Linked DNA regions of Mus musculus: all the other regions are linked to region 1. Evidence: chromatin contacts called from public promoter capture Hi-C data. All regions are on one chromosome and are shown on one strand. Each heading gives the region's core, a stretch centred on a gene start, on an enhancer-like site or on the middle of the called end of the contact. The rest is flanking DNA. Distances are from core to core; before and after follow the strand shown. Region 1 holds the start of Itgb2 (integrin beta 2). Region 2 holds the start of Ggt1 (gamma-glutamyltransferase 1). Region 3 holds the start of Dip2a (disco interacting protein 2 homolog A).

Region 1 (3,342 bases), core at 339-2,838:
TTTCCCCCCCAAGGCTTGAACTGTATGTAACCTCTGAGTGACCGAGTGCACTTGGAAGCATTTGGGAACCTCAGGCAGGTCTGACTCATGTCCAAAGGGGGAGAGATGTGAATAAAGTAGCTGAGTCAGAACCTGCACCTCCCTACAGAGTCACCCCACCAGGGCTCCATGTAGCTCCACACACACATTCAACACCCCACACCCCTATCCCCAGCCCTACCACCTGCAGAGAACCACCTGCACCTGAGTGATGATAGATTGTAGCTAGCGGGAGCCTCAGTAGTCTCCACGGCTCACTCCTCATGGGAGTGAGTTTTGAAGGGAATTTTGAGTCATTATTGACTGCAGACATTTGGAGTTTGCAGAGCCAGTCAGCCCACCCTCTCATTTCCCCAGAGTTCAGTGGCCTCCCCAGTTCACACCCTTTCTCCATAGAGAGCAGAAGGCTTCCTCCCAAGCTGTGTATCAAAGATAGCCCCCGGCCCCCTGCAGCACTTCCTGCAAAGGATGATTGCATGGTTCCTCCACAATCGCAGTGAACACAATTCACCCCAGCCTAATGCATGCCTGCGGCAAGACTGTGTCCACATATGTCAACAGAGAAATGTTGGAGAAAGGAGGAGATAGGAAACTTGGGCCTCTCCAGCCCTAACTAACCCTCAGGACTTGCTCATTTTACTCCTGCTTATGGCAGCAGTCAACAATCTCTCATCTGCTCACTCACTGGTGGATGTAGAAAGGGTGTCTGTCACCTGACACCTTCCCCCTATCTGGGATATGACCCTGTGGTTGCTGGCCCCAGGCCTGGCCACTATGGTATGTGGGTGGGATTCTTGGGTAGAGGACTTCCTTATTATCTGCTATGCTGTAAGCTGGGCTGGGCATTTTGGAGCCCAGGTTCCAGAGACTTGCAGGGTAGACTGAGAATCACCCCCCCCCCCACACACACATACACACTCCCCACACGCCATTTTAAAGCAGATGGGGACAATGGACATCTCAGCAGCTCCTTCTCTTGCTCATTACCTCCAATCTGACACTCACCTTCATGACCATAAGTATCTACTTCCATTCATAGTAGGTGGGTGTCAGTATGTGACCCCTTCCCTCCCACAATCTGTCCCAGCCACCTCCACCACCACCCCTACCCCTTATCATAGCTGACCTTCCTCAGTCCCGGGCATCCACGACTATCACAGAGAGAGAATCAACACAGTCGGCTGCCTGCTGACCCACAGTTACAGATGTTCCCAGCGCTCCTGAAACTCTGCTCAGCTGTGGTACCAGGCCTCCCATCCCTGGACGTCAGTCAGGAGAGTCTGAATAGCCAGAAGCCACATGTACAAGACCATTTTTTTGACAGATAGGCAAGGTGAGAGATGGGGAAAGGCCACCAGTGCCTGTCGGGCTGGAGTCATAAAGAGAAATTCCACCGGAAGAGCCCACTTCTGAGGTGTTTCCCATAAGAGCTACCTGAACACAGGAGCCCTGCACTCACCCCCTCTCAGTCCCAGGAAGCCTCCACTCCGAGAATCTGACTGGAGATGTCTTTGCCTACTTCTTGCCAGCTGGCTGTGTGGTTGTGTCTAAAGAACACAGCCGCTGAGGCCCCCCCGCCTGACACTTCCTGTTCTAAGTCAGCGCCCAGGAGGAAGTTGAGTGACATTTGGCTGATTGGCCCACATGTGGGTATCACCTCAGCCCCTTTACACGTGGGACGTTAGAGAAGAGACACTGAGAGAGGGAGGGGCTTGTAGGCGATGACAAGCTTTTACGGCAAGAGTGGAGGGGCTACTGTTGGAAGCAGCAGCCATTGATAGCATCGAGGGGCTCTCTCACATGTCAAGAAGAGGTAGGGATTCATGGACCAGCAGGCGGAAGCAGAGGCTGATTGTGTGGGTTCTCAGTCTGGGAGAAGGACCCAGCTACAAGTGGATGGGCTGAGGTGGTAGCCCACTCGAGGAAGCAGGCGAATGGGAAGAAGGAGGCAGGGGAAGGTCCTGGGCAGAGAAATGGGGCAGAGTGGGGCATGGAGGGATGTGTTAAGTAACACTGTAGGAGCTCAATCACAAAGTTAGTGGTGAACAAAACCCCACCTGACTAGTTGCAAGAGGAGAGAGGGCAGAAAGAGAGACACCAAAGGGAGTTGGGAACCTTTAGCATAAGATTTGAGATGTCAGCCTTGTTGAGAAACAGTTAATTCTTTCCGCAACAATGTTTCATGGTTACATCCCACTACCTGCATCTTTAGAGTTACATGCTGAAATGCTCGCAAATGGTAGAAAAACATGGCAGATTTTCTTCCTTGTAATCAGGATGGGGGTTGGAGGTGGGTGTGGATACAAGACAGAGGCCAGGAGGTGACCACAGCGGAGGGTTGGGGGGGGGGGTGTTGGCTGAAGACCTGGGTGTTCATGTGTTACTCTTTCTTCGTGTAGTATGCTTGGTAGAATTTTTAAAGACATAGTTACATGAAGATAAAGCTGTGGAGTGGGGACATCAGCTATGCAGGACATCCTGGTGATAATGGTTGAGAGGGTTACAAGAAGTTAATAGCCCTGAACCTTTATGCATATTTTCTATATCTTCTCACAGTTGAAAAAAAATGTGCAAAAGATGCCAACTGTTGAAAGAACATTGTTGGAAAGCAGGTGTATCAGTTCACACTTGTAATACCAGAATGTAGGATGCTGATGCGGGAGGACCACTGGCTCAGTGGTTAAGAGCACTGACTGCTCTTCCAGAGATCCTGAGTTCAAATCCCAGCAACCACATGGTGGCTCACAACCATCTGTAATTGGATCCGATGACCTCTTCTGGTGTGTCTGAAGATAGCTACAGTGTACTCATGTACATAAAAAAAACAAATACATCTTTTTTTTAAAAAAAAAAAAAAAAAAGGAGGACCGCTGTGAATTCAAGACCAGCCAGGCAGAACTGTAAGATCCTAGCTCATAAAGGACGGGGAACGGGGGACAAAAGTCAAGAATGAAAGACCTGCACATACTTGTAGAAAATACTAACAAACACCACCAAATATCAGAAAGGCATAGTTCAGAGGCCAGGGAGATAGCTCAGAGGGTAAAGTGCTTGCAACACAAACTTGATGACGTGAGCTCAGCACCCCATTGGGCATGCGCAAAGCTGGGTGTGGCTGTGTGTGCCTGGTACTCCAGAGCTGGAGATATGGACTATTGTCCTCTTGGATCTTTGATGCTCACTGGTCAGCCAGTCTAGCTCATCGGTAAGCTCTGAGCTCAGCAAAGAGATCCTGTCTCAAAAAATGAGGCAGAGGGCAATTGAGGAAGACCCCTGGCTTCCACGAGAGCATGCATGCACAAG
Region 2 (3,342 bases), core at 470-2,969, 2.0 Mb after region 1:
TTAGGGGGTGGCTTGGGGAATTACTCCAGCTCCCCTGCAGAGAAGTGGGTTCACAGTGGTCCCCAAGGCACTTCCTGTTTCAAAGGGCTTATCTTCCCGCACTCCATCTTAGAAAACCCGGTCCTAGTAAAGCCAGACTTGAGCTGTCAGTACCGGAAACCAAATGCTGGAGGGTTGCAGCTTAGTGGGTTGGGGAGGGGTTCAGCCAACCACTTCCTGAAACTCTCTTCGTACAGTCCAACCACACCCCATGGTAGTACTGACTTACCTGAATGTCAGGAAGCTCTGGGCAGGGCTTGAACCCCCAGTGGGTAAGGTTCACAGCTGAGGTCGATAGTCTAAACCTCAGAAGTCAGTTCAAGTAATTGAGATGGGTGGGTCCTTCCCTCCCCACACTCCGGTTCTCTTGGGACAGGATCTCCCTCCCCACCCTGAAAGCCAGCAACCCTGAGACTCCCCTGGTAAACTGGTGGGATGAAACTGACTTCAAATCCAAAGTCACAACAGCTTAATGAACGTGAGGATCACAGATTCTCAACCTTCCCTCTGATTTTCCAACACCCTAGAAAAGTCCACCCTTGGGGGGAGTTCTTCATCTCTAAAAGCAGCTGGCAAGTTCTCCCCTAGCGTCGAGCCCCAGCTTGTGACTCCTTCGGCTCATTTTGGATGGGTCTGGTCTCAGACCCTTCTAATCATCCCAGGCCACAGATCACAGATGCAGGGGACACCCATGCCCTGTGACTACCTGCATAGAGTGCCTGACCACACATAGACCACAATGACCAGACAGAAGAATCCGTAAATGGGCCACTGTTACCCAACGGTGTTGAGGAAGTACTCTCTGAATGACCACACCACAGCAAGGTCAGATTTTCTGCCTTCTGCCCCCCCCCCCCGCAAGCCTGGCTTTTTGGTGCTGCCCGTTCACCCCATCCCAGTACTCGCCTTTGGTGTGAGTGGAGCCTGTACTTAGCCAAGCGCGTGGGCCTCCGGGATGGTCAGCTTGTTAATTCCTGGGAGCATTCAGCATCTGGTGAGTGAAGTCCAACTCCAGAATTCATCAGCAGAATAACAGAAATGTGCACCCCATAGCTCCCGGTTTCATGCCTGACCTCCCTGAGAGCTGGGGACCTGGGAAACCTTCCCTTTCTGGCCTTGGTTTCCTCTCCAGAGAGGATCAAGGGAGCTTGAGGACTGGATGAAACAGACAGACTTCAGAAGGCTCCAGAGCTCTTCAAAGCCTCAGTGTTAGCCTGGCTCTGACTCCCAGCTCTGCAGTCACTTCTGCCCCCCTTCCTGCCCGCCCCCCTTCTCAGGTGGCATTTATTGTATCACCTGGTAATTATCTGTGCTGTCTGGCATCTCTAGGGGGGGCTGGGAGGGAAGCCCTGTCTTACCCATGTCCTGGTCTCCTCACTCCCGCCCCTACCATCACATGCCACAGTCTGCAGGAAAGCCAACTAACTCACTTGTGTCTCACAGCCTCCTGGACCACAAGGCAAGCAAGCACACCTGTCCACCCACAACCTCCCTGCGACTTAATTGGTACCTAAACCGCCCAACAATTTCCCTACACTCCGTCCTCAGCTTACCCAGAGCTCCCTTCCTCTTTACATCTTCCATGCTGAGCTATATCACATTGCACATAGAGTCCAAGTCTGAGCCACCCGCTGTGTCAGATGCCCAAGGTCAACAAGTCCTAACCTGAGCTAAGCAACTACCTTCCACAAACCTCTACCAGCCACAGAAGCCAGAGTCCAGCCCTTCAGAAGCCACCCCCTGCCTCTTCACTGGTCCCTTCCAATTGGTGTTATCTGTGACCTCCTCCAAGCCACACCTAGTACCCTCCCCCACCACTCCTATCACCTGGTGACGCTTGCTCACCAGTGGTTTGCAAGGCTGCTGTTACCTTAATGGAACATTTTCCTCTCCCGCTGGAAAACCCTTCAAAGGCCCCCATTTGCCCTGCAGAGAAATTCTTGCCTTGCTGGTGCCTGCCCCTGCCCTTTCTCTGCCCTCAATGCTCCTGCCAGGACATTTTACAGGCTAAAGTCGTCTTCCTTCAGACTCCGCTAACTTATGACACCTCCCAAAATCTTTCTTGGCTCCCAATTCTGAGGAAGTCTAGGCTGCATGCACAGTGCCCAGTCCTGAATGGATCGATGCTGAGGAGTGAATGGTTAGGCTCACTGTAAAGTAAGAAAGAGGGGCTAGGTGTGGCCCAAAGGTAGAACGATCGCCAAGCATGCCAAAGATCCTGGACTCAAATATCAGCACTGATAGGAGAAGAAAAATGTCACAGAAGATTAATCACGTTAAAGAATAAAGGCGCACTTATGCAACACTATGCTATGCCAGTCTCTAATCCTATAATGCCATCGCCATTTTACAGACAAGGAAACCGAGGGTTTCAGAGGCTTCTGTGGTGTCTTGTTTTTTTTTCCCCCTTCCACCAAGTTCATGCCCACTAGGGAGAGCTCAGAGTGTGACCTTATTTAGAAACAGAGTCTTCACAAGGTAATTAGTTCGGATGAGATCATACTGGATTAGGGTAGGCCCTAAATACAGTAATTAGTGGTCTTACAAGATGGCCGGTTGGGTAGTCGCACAGGGAAGACAGCCATGTGGAGTAGGAAGCTGAGGTCAGCGCGACACAAGTACAAGCCAAACAGCCTCAAGGATTGCCAGGAAGCTCAGAAGGAGGGGAGGCAAGGAAGGATATGGCCCCATAGTCCTGGGGGCAGTGGGGGAGAGGTGGGGAGCACGGCTCTGCTTACATTAGATTTCAGGCTCCCAATAACCGGGACTTGCTGTTTTAAGCCATTGAACTTGGGGCGCCAGGTTGAAACCATCACAGGACCCTACTTTGTCTATGGCTACACACTCGGCCAAGAGCAACACAGGGAACGGAAAGCCTCTTGCCGCCTTTCCTTCTGGGGAAACTCCGTCTGCAGGCAGAAGACCCATTCCTGACAGAGTAAGCTCAGGGAAATGGTCTCCACGGAGGATCTATCTGCCTCCTTCCTCCCAGAGAAGGTTTCAAAACCATTCGGTGGCTGGGCGTGGCAGGTCAAATCTACTTTGGAAGTAGATAGAGGAAGATCAGGAGTTCAAGGTCATTACCAGCTAAGTAACTGAAACCAGCCTAGGCTATGTGAGACTATCCCAAACAAACAAACAAACAAACAAACAAGGAACAACAAACAACAGAGACTGAGTCCTAGTCACGATTACCAGGAAGCTGGAGATGACCTGATTACAGATGACCTGGCCGAATTAACAGCCTTGAGTTGGTTTGAGTTTGGGCTTTCTGACTGTGTGAAAGAGACCAATGGTGGAGCT
Region 3 (3,342 bases), core at 487-2,986, 1.2 Mb after region 1:
AGCTTGTTGAGCTGTGGAGAAAGACAGAAGGATCCAACGCTCCCTAGAGCCAGTGGCTAAATGCTTAAAAAATAGATAAATGGGGGACTGGAGAGACAGTTCACCAGTTAAGAGTGCTTGTTGCTTTTGAAGAAACTTCTGGGTTTTTTTGTAGTATGAAGTATGGTGGCTAAGGGCAGTCTTACAGTTGAAGGACATCTGGCGCCCTCTCTGGAATTCTTTGGTACTGCATGCATGTGGTGCACAGGTACACACTTGCCTGCAAAACACCCACACATAAAATAAACCTTAACAAATGTTAAATGCTCTAAAGTGTTGTTAAATGCTGCTTAAAACGTTTTGTGTTGAATTTTTAAGTCTTTATTGTAAACACTTTTTTGTTCCGACGTCAATAAATAAAAATTCAGCTCTTTGAAGGACAAGGACATCATTCCCTTCCTGATTCCTGGCAGCCTAGAGTGAGGGACTGTCAGCTAAGCAGCTCCTTCCCCAGCAACCTGCTGGAATGCCTTCAAGTCTGGCTGTTTTCCGTACTTTACAGTCAATGTGAAAATACTCCAGCAGCAAGCTAATCTACTACAATTGAATCCAGGAGACCTGGTCCAGGAAACCTTGCTCTGGCCACACCCACTCCAGACAGTGCACCCGCCTCGAAAGGCGAAGCCCAGATGCTTTTTTTTTTCTCGACCAGTAAACTTTCGGCAGCTATTATTCATTCAAGAGGACAGGGAACACTTCCTTAGAAGAAACCATTGATCAGAGAAACGTGAGAAGTGTTGACCAGCTTTCATGCAAAGCTTGTGACTGCTTCCTATATAAACCTGTGACCTGCGGAAATAAATAGTCCCTCGTTTGCATACCACACCTCCTGCCTGTATAACCAGATTAGTCAGCTCAAATCAGATGTTTTAAAATCAGTTGGGGACACCTTCCTATGCTGTTCCTTGTGGATGTAATATTAGGCTCACTGAAAGCCTCCAAAATGGTCTTTTTTGTTGCCTACCTGGGATTTTTAATATATGTAGACAGTGGCAAGAGGGTGGCTAATGAGTAGTAGAAATAAAATTGTGTGTGTGTGCGTGTGTGTGTGTGTATATATATGTATGTAAGTATGTATGTATGTATGTATATACATGTTTATACGTATATGTGTATATATACCGCCACTCTGAGAATAGCTCCTTCAAAAATCCCACTAAGGTTTCCAACATGTCAGATCTATGCTTCCATGCCCCAAGGACATCTCAAGGACTGAGACACTGCCAGAGCTCCTTCTTGGTCAATGTCAGAGTGCTTCCAGGGTTATTGTGAAAGGGAATAAGCAAACACACTTTAAGGGCGGCAGAAAACCCGCCAGAGTTAGCTGATACCATAGCAGGAACGCGGACAGAATTAAGCGTGCCAGCAGGGCTCCTGAGGAAGAAGAAGGTGGGGATCCCGGAGGAGGGTCACCTGGGCGACATTGAAGTCCGTTCGGTGGGGTCGCACGTCTCCCGAGGCGCCTCTGTCCAGCTCTCCCGCCCGCCGCTCCTCTCGCACCCCGAAGCGGAGTAAAGCTCCGGGCTGCTCCGGCGTGTCTTATTGGCCAATGGAACCGAGCCTTTAAAGTTGCTGGGCGGGGCCGGCCCGGCGTACCCGCGCAAGCGTTGCCCCGCCCCTCAGCCGCGCACGCGCGTCCCCAGCGCGCTCCCGGAGCCGGAGCCAGCCGCGCTCGCGCCCGTGCCCGCGCCCCTGCGAAGCAGCCCCGGCCGCGCCCCGCCCGCTGCCGGCTGCGGGCGGCCGCTGCGGGTCTGCAGGCCCCGGTTGGGGGAACGCCTGAGCCACCGGCCATGGCCGACCGCGGATGCCCTCTGGAGGCGGCGCCGCTGCCCGCCGAGGTGCTCGAGAGCCTGGCGGAGCTGGAGCTGGAGCTGTCCGAAGGTGAGCCGCGGGTTCCCCCCACCCCCCACCCCGCCAGGGACCCTCGCCCGAGACCCCGCCCAGGGACCTCCGGGAGCGTCACCCCCGGAACCTGCGGGTACCCTCATACGGGATCCCCGCCGGCCTCTCCTCGGCATCCCTGTCTGGGCCGCTCGCCGGAGAGCCCGCCAGCTTCTGCAGACTGGCGGGTGCCCGGCCTCCGAAGGACACCGGGAGGGACTGGCTTGGGAGGTGGGCCTAGGCGCACTCTTGCTGCCCGACCGTCAAGGCCACGGTCCAGGTCCGGGCTTCCAGCGTGTGCCCTGCAGCCTGTCGGCCAGCAGGAAGCCCGGGATGCAGAAGCCGAGCCCCACCCCTGGAACCTCAGACTGCCTCGTGAGCCTCAGTTTCCTCATCTAGAAAACGAAGCAAAAGTACACTTGCGCCTTGTGGATTATGAGGCTGAAGTGCATTAACCTATAAACATGTAAAACGTGTTTAACACTTAAAAGGTTTATTCCTTTACGGAATTTTGATACAATTACACTGGGGGAGGAGGTGGGGGACAGGCAAGGGTCACGGTGCCTGCGTGGGGAGGTCAGAGGTCAGCTTGCACGGAGCTGGGAGCTGGTGCTCTCCTTCCACCTTGTGAGTTCTGGGAATGAACTCAGGTTGTCAGATTAGAGGGCAAGTGCTCGCCGGGCCAACCCGACAGCCCTCTCTAGGTGAGGATTTTTAAAAAGTTAAAAAGTCAAATAAGTGGTTGTTAGAAACAGACTAGGGAAATAATAGAACTCCAGAGATGGGAGTGGCGCCCTCAATTTGGACGCCTGGGAAAAGAGTTCTGTTCTCCATAAACTGACCTCCAACCCTGGTGGAAAAGCATCTGTGCTTGTTAACTCTGCTTTTGAGACTTAAATGCAATTAGAACTTGTTAGAATCCATCACCCCCCCACCCCACCCCATTTAGATTGTTAAGCTTTGCTGTGGTAGGTTTAGTGAGTTTTTGAGAATTCTCTTTTTCTTTTTAAATATATGCATTTCCCCTGCATGTTTGTCTGTATATCTTATGCGTGCCTGGTGTTCCCTGGAGGCCAGAATTGGGTCCTAGATTCATGTTGGTGCTGTGACTTGAACCCAGGTCTTCTGGAAGAACGGCCAGTGCGCTTAACCACTGAGCCATCTCTCCAGCTCCGTTTTGAAAATCCTTGATTCTCTTTGGAGGCGTGGTTGGGAATGATTCTGAGAAAAAAGGTCTATTGTACTGGATTTGATATGACTCCCCAGGGGAAATCGCATAGTTGTAGTTTGGCTTTTGCATATCAAATATGTTGTTGCAGATTGCTCCTCATTACGGCTCCAGAATATCGGTTATTTCAGTTCCGTAGGGTTATATAGCTTTTAATGCTCGCTACGAGTTTACAGTTAATTAAATTATTTCCT

What was found. Promoter capture Hi-C pulls out the DNA fragments that hold promoters and counts their contacts.
Region 2: a contact with region 1 is called in a promoter capture Hi-C map of liver, with 3 times the contacts expected there. The contact joins the promoter of Ggt1 here to the promoter of Itgb2 in region 1.
Region 3: a promoter capture Hi-C map of pre-B cells shows a contact between it and region 1, with 4 times the contacts expected there. The contact joins the promoter of Dip2a here to the promoter of Itgb2 in region 1. A contact is called at or near these places in 1 of 39 promoter capture datasets (pre-B cells) and 1 of 484 Hi-C or Micro-C datasets (CD4 T cells).

What each region holds. Positions count from the first base shown.
Region 1 is chr10:77,528,616-77,531,957 of GRCm38.p6, reverse strand. Itgb2 (integrin beta 2) reads right to left here and starts at 1,588. Exons shown (of 16, transcript NM_008404.5): 1 at 1,499-1,588.
Region 2 is chr10:75,562,509-75,565,850 of GRCm38.p6, reverse strand. Ggt1 (gamma-glutamyltransferase 1) reads right to left here and starts at 1,719. Exons shown (of 15, transcript NM_001379537.1): 1 at 1,593-1,719; 2 at 946-1,030.
Region 3 is chr10:76,343,685-76,347,026 of GRCm38.p6, reverse strand. Dip2a (disco interacting protein 2 homolog A) reads left to right here and starts at 1,736. Exons shown (of 38, transcript NM_001081419.2): 1 at 1,736-1,920. The coding sequence starts at 1,830. It overlaps Gm40699 (a long non-coding RNA gene), which reads right to left and starts at 1,732. Exons shown (of 2, transcript XR_871838.2): 1 at 1,453-1,732; 2 at 1-259.